Regions from separate parts of the Mus musculus genome. Here region 1 is linked to region 2. Evidence: chromatin contacts called from public promoter capture Hi-C data. All regions are on one chromosome and are shown on one strand. The core of a region is the stretch at or near the end of the contact, and the rest is flanking DNA. Distances in the headings are between cores, read along the strand shown. Region 1 holds the start of Fmnl2 (formin-like 2). Region 2 holds the start of Stam2 (signal transducing adaptor molecule (SH3 domain and ITAM motif) 2).

What was found. Capture Hi-C pulls out chosen DNA fragments and counts their contacts.
Region 1: a contact with region 2 is called in a promoter capture Hi-C map of adipose tissue. The contact joins the promoter of Fmnl2 here to the promoter of Stam2 in region 2. A contact is called at or near these places in 6 of 39 promoter capture datasets (the 3T3-L1 cell line, 3T3-L1-derived adipocytes, embryonic stem cells and 3 more), 12 of 484 Hi-C or Micro-C datasets (8-cell embryo, B cells, embryonic fibroblasts and 4 more), 5 of 115 datasets of contacts at active chromatin or transcription factors (astrocytes, epiblast stem cells, extraembryonic endoderm stem cells and 2 more) and 2 of 9 other capture datasets (adipose tissue and pancreatic islet).

Annotation. Positions count from the first base shown.
Region 1 is chr2:52,856,413-52,859,230 of GRCm38.p6, reverse strand. It overlaps Fmnl2 (formin-like 2), which reads right to left and starts at 1,363. Exons shown (of 27, transcript NM_172409.2): 1 at 972-1,363. The coding sequence starts at 1,088.
Region 2 is chr2:52,740,745-52,743,444 of GRCm38.p6, reverse strand. Stam2 (signal transducing adaptor molecule (SH3 domain and ITAM motif) 2) reads left to right here and starts at 1,296. Exons shown (of 14, transcript NM_019667.2): 1 at 1,296-1,384. The coding sequence starts at 1,345.

The sequences.
Region 1 (2,818 bases), core at 114-2,613, 120 kb before region 2:
GGAATCTTAAAACTTGAGAAACCAGGAACCAACTGCACTTGGGACGCTCTCTGGGGCAAGGGAAAAGGCGTCACACCCTTTTGAGCTCACAGCAAGGCAGACTCCGGGTGGGAAGAGCCCAGAAACTTAGTCCCAAAAGGAAACGGAGAGAGAGGATTCCAGTCTTTGATTGAGAAGCTGGAACGGGAAGGCTGAGTGATGCGGAATGCGGGAGGGAGCCATGGACTCGACTGAAGGAACTGGGGTCGTCCGTGAAGTCAGGACGGCTCTTAACACGTCCCAGCCAAACTGCACATTTTTGTGGTTTAAGATTTAAGACCAAAGGGAACACACTGAGGTTCTCCCCTGCCCGGGGCGCTTCTCCCCCACCCCCCGCCTTCCCCACCCGCGTCTGGGTTTCAGATGCCTCCCCCTCGCGGAGGGACCACGGCGCCACTCAGCTGCCGGCCTCCTCTTTCTCTTTCTGGGGAGCTGTCCATCTGCCCAGCCGCGAGGTCCACCCTCCAAGTTCGGCCGACCGAGTGCGGGCGCGGCGCCTGCGGCCAGCCACCTGCGCGCGTCTGCAGCAGACCCCGCAAGGCCCAGAGCTGCGCGTCCGGGGGATGCTACGCAGAGGGTCGGGGTCTGCCGGTTGCTTTTCATTCTTTAAACAAAAAGCTTTAGCGGCCCGTCCCTCACTCCTCCCCGGCCAGCCACCTTCCCTTCACACCCACTCTGCACCTCCCGGCACACGCGCTGCGAGGTGCTGCTCCCGCCAGACAATGGGTTCGTGGCCGCCGGGGTAGCCCGGCCCGAGCTCCTCTCCCCATCCGAGGACCCCTGGAGAGCGCAAGGACGGAGGCTGAGAGAAGCGAGGCTGGGAGCCCACAATGGGGAAGGTGTGAGCCTCGCCCTTGGGACCGGAGGAGCCGGGTCATCTGCGCCGCCTGCCCCACGGGGGCCCCGCGCCCGGCCGCAGCGGACTCACTCACCAGCACGATGGCAAAGCGCTCCTCCAGTTCACCTGGCTCGGGCATCGGCAGCTTCAATGGCACGTTGTGCGCCTTGAAATCGGTCTGCTGCGAGTCCATGCTCCCCGCGTTGCCCATGTCGGCTGCGTGCCGGAGCCCCGGCTGGCTCCGGGCCCCTTGCGTCCGCGTCCAAAATGCCCACAGCCCCGGGCGCTTGGCTCCCGCCCTCCGCCGCGTCCCGGTTAGTGCTCAGCGCACGCCGCTTCCTAGCAGAGCTCCGAACCCAGCCGGTCCCCGGCCGTCCTCATGCTCCCCGCCGCCCCGGCGCCGCCCCGGCCTCTCTGCCTCGCGAGGGGTCTGCAGGGCGCTGGGCGCCGATCCGCATGGTGCTCCCGCCGCCCCCGCCGGCACCCGCGGCCGCTTGCGCGCTCCTGCTCGTCCGCCTCTCGCCCCGGCCGCAGCGGCGCTGACACCTCAGCCCCGGCCCCACAGCGAGCGGACGTTCGCGCACGGCTGGCCGACACAATGCCCCCTCTCGGCCCCCGCCCCCGGCCCGGCTCCGCCCACCCGCCCCGCGGACTGCCGGGACGCGTAGTTTCGGCCCAAACCGGCCACGCGCAGAAACCGCGCGCGCTCCTGGAGGGCCGCGCTGTAGTTGGGGTGCTTGCAGCAAAAACAAGCTGGACGCCGTGAAAGGTGGCTTTAGTCACTTTTATCTCGACCTCCCTCACTCCGACAGTTTGAAGACCTGCCTCGCCTACGTAAAATCTGACACTTCAGCACGTTTGAAGAATGAGTGAATGACTCCAGTCAATCATGAAACGCGTGATTTAAGTTTCAGAAGAGTATAACCCTGTGAGAGAATCTAGTTGAATAGGAGACCCCCACCCCGGGTATTGGCAATGCCCAACTTCACGAACTACAGGTGGAGACGTGGTACGGGTTCTTCGGCATCTATGTTGCATGGTCTTTGATCTAACTGGATGTTTTATAAGCAAATGTGGGGTTTATAGTATGTGTGAGTTTTTACAAGAATTCAATCCACAATAGACAATTCAAAGAAAATAACTGTCAAAGACCTATGACGGGAGTTACGATTTCATAGGCTGAGACACTCAGCCCTGCAATGCTTTCAAATCTAGTAAGGAAGACAGTTTACACAAATAACTATTTTGCATGAGGGTGGTCGTTGACTGCACCCATCCTGCTTCCAAAGCAGATTTGCCCCAAGTGTTTCACAGAGAATATTAGGCTCAACTCTGTCCCTCTGAACTTAACTAGATGTTATGAGGGCTTGGAAATGCACTGTTATACGTGACTTTAGCCAGCTGCCCTTGCTGTAGATTTCAAGCCCATGTAGAACTTTTGATTAAAGCTACTCATACCATGAGTTCTGCCTGGCACCAGAATTTCCCTGAGCTGAGAGATGGAGCCCAAGAAGCTGTGGTACTCTTTGCAGCTTAGGCTATCGTCTTATTTTGTTTTGTTTATTTTATTTCAGAGGCATTAATTAGTGTTCTTCCTGCATGTGTATCTATATGAGGGCATCAGGATTCCCTAGAACTCGAGCTACAGACAGACGTGATCTGCCTGGGGGTTGGGAATTGAACCCAGGTCCTTTAGAAGAGCAGCCAGTACTCATCTCTCCAACCCTGGGCTATCTTCTTAAGAAAGCAAGTAAATTGCATCCTACCCGGATATATCAAGAGCCCCAACTTTTCCTTAGTAGCTATGAATGCCTGGTCTCATGGCCCTTGCTTAACTTTTCGTGCCCTAATTTCATCATCTAAGAAAGTCATAATGGCATTGACGCCTTTCTTACAGGGTTGGATGAGATTTCAATAGATCTGTACTGTTCAGATAAAGAA
Region 2 (2,700 bases), core at 47-2,546:
AAAGCCATGGCCACATTCTAAAAGTACTTACCGTGCACTTTCTTACCAGATACTGTTTTTTAGATCCTGCGTTCACACTGTGAACAAAACTCATGGAATTTATAGTCTAATGAATAAGGATACTACAATTATCTGTACTATAGAGAGTGATAAATGATATGAACAGATACGAAGCAGGGTGAAGACGTACAGGGCAACGTATTGCAGGAAGAGTGTTTGCACACTTATACTTATTTAAATGCCTGGCTGGATCTGGTGGGAACCCGGATTTATGACTCTTATACATAACTAAGTCATTATAAATGTTTTTGCACTATAATGCTTGAGTGCACTTCACTCATCTTTGAACATGACTCAGCGATCCGCCTACCTCTGCCTACCACGTGCTGGGATTAATGGCGTGGGCCACAACGCCAGGCATTAGATTTTTAATTTTACGTGTCTGCATGTGGGTATAGGACGGTGAGTGTAGATGCCTACGGAAGCCAGAAGAGGGTGTCGGGTTCCCAGGAACTAGGCATTACAGACTGCTGTAACCCCTGCCTCCGCGAAGGTACGAAAACCTCAGCAGCAAGCGCTCTTAATTGCTGAGCCACCTCTCCAGTCCCTTCACTCGTCTTTATATTCCATGGTCCAAGCTCTGTTTTCATGCAGGAGAAATGAGAAGCAAAGAGTCTCTCCACAGCCGCTTTCCAGGGTGACTATTTCGGCTTGGTTAACCGCGGGATCCCATGAGCATCTACAACCCAGGCGGCAATTCTCAGCGCCTCTCATAAGGCGACAGCTGTTTCCATAGCAACCAGACGCGATGCGGGCGCGGGGTCCGAGTAGCAAGACCTGACCTGGTACCCAGGAAGTACTCGGGTTCGAGAAGAGCTGCTGTCACAACCTGGGGCGAAGGAAACGACATTCCCGAGCCACGCACCCCGCCTCGCCACTCAGGATCTGCAAGCTCGGCGGCCTCTGGCATCTCCAGCTACCACAACTTCCGGCCCTGAAGCCCCTCCCCTGGGCCCCGTGGCTCTCTCGGGTCCTCACTGCGGAAAGGTGACTGTGGCGGCTGCCGTGTCTGATCAGGCGTCGGATCGGGGGCTGCCACGTCTTTGGGACAGCAGAGAGGCCACTACAGGGTGTTAGAGCTCAGCCAAGCGTCGTGCGGCCCCACCGGTGGGGCTGGAGCCGCGGCGGCCGGGCGCCGGACAGGCAGGCGCGCGCAGGGCAGGCACGGCGGCGGAAGTGAAGGCACCGCTGGGCCAAGCCGTCTAGGAAGCCGCGGCGGGTCGCCCAGCTGGGGCAGTCGGAGTCCCGCCAGAGCGTCGGGATTCAGCTCGGGTTGCCGGCGTGATGCCTCTGTTCACTGCCAACCCGTTCGAGCAAGATGTGGGTGAGTGCGGTGCCCGGCGCGCTGTGTGCAAGGCGAAAGTGGGCGGCGGCCTGGGTGCCTGGAAACCCCGGCGGAGAGCGAAGGGGCGGCGCCGCTCTCGACGGCGGGGGGCAGCCTCGGTGCGTCTCTGGCTCGCCCGACTCCTGCCTGTCCGAGATTGGGATACCGAGAAGGGTTGTTCCAGTCACCCAGAGCAGGAGTGGGGGAAAAGCCTTGTTCGTACGAGGCTTAAGTTGCTGATACAAACTTCCTGCTTTCTCCCGAGCTCGTTAACACCCGTCCCTTTGGGAAAAAAAAAGTGCAGTACTGGACACCCTTTTTGCTGCCGAGGGCAGTCTTGAACTAGAGACCTAAGACTTACCAGGTTTAATTCGCATCGCTCCCGTAAGCACACATCTAAGCCCTGGTGGTTGCAGTTTTCGTATTTATTGACTGTTTTGAAGGTGCTGCGAGAGCCAGGCGCGGAGGATGAGAAGGAAAACTCCCAGAATCTTTAAATAGCCCAGAACAACCGATATTTGTTGGAGTCAAAACTTTACTCTGGTAGCGCATGACTTTCAAAATGAGAAAAAAGATGGATGGGTACAACTTAAGCATAATATTAACAGTAAAAGCACAGGCTAGCATTATTTTTGTAGCAGTAGTTAACACGCTCCTAGCGAGCTTTTCGGATTTAGAAATTTCCAGTCAAACAAAAATGCTACACATTTTACTACCAGTTTGTTCAGTTAAAATTTTTGTTCATTTAAGAAAAGACTAGAAAGTGCTTCATCTTGTTATAATTCTCAAAATCACGTTCAAATCATGTGAGTGACTAATTATATAGGAAGCATGTGAGGCTTAGTCACTGTTTAAGGAATAATTAATTGTTCTTTTGTAACAATACCTATGTGACACATTACACTTTTTAATTGTTATTGAATTAATTGAGTTTTGAGACAGAGTGGAGTCTTTATATAGTCTAGGCTGGCTTCAGTTTCTTAAAACCTCAGTCTTAATATTGAGAACTGCGGGATGCCAAGTCTGGGTGGGCCTCCACCCTCTTTGAGACCCGTGCTTCTTAGTGTGACTCTAAACGCTTTGATTTTGCTCTAATGAAATATGTGTGGAAAAAGCCAAGTAGAAGAGGTTATTTTATTTTTTTTTTCTTTATTAGTTTGTTATTTGTGTGCGTGGGTGTTTTGCCTACATGTTATATTTGTCACTTGTGTGCTGTGCCCGAGGAGGCCAGAAGACAGTGTCAGATCACCTGTCACTGGAGTTACAGACAGCTGTGAGCCACCGTGTGGGTGCTGGGAAGAGCAGGGAATGTTCTT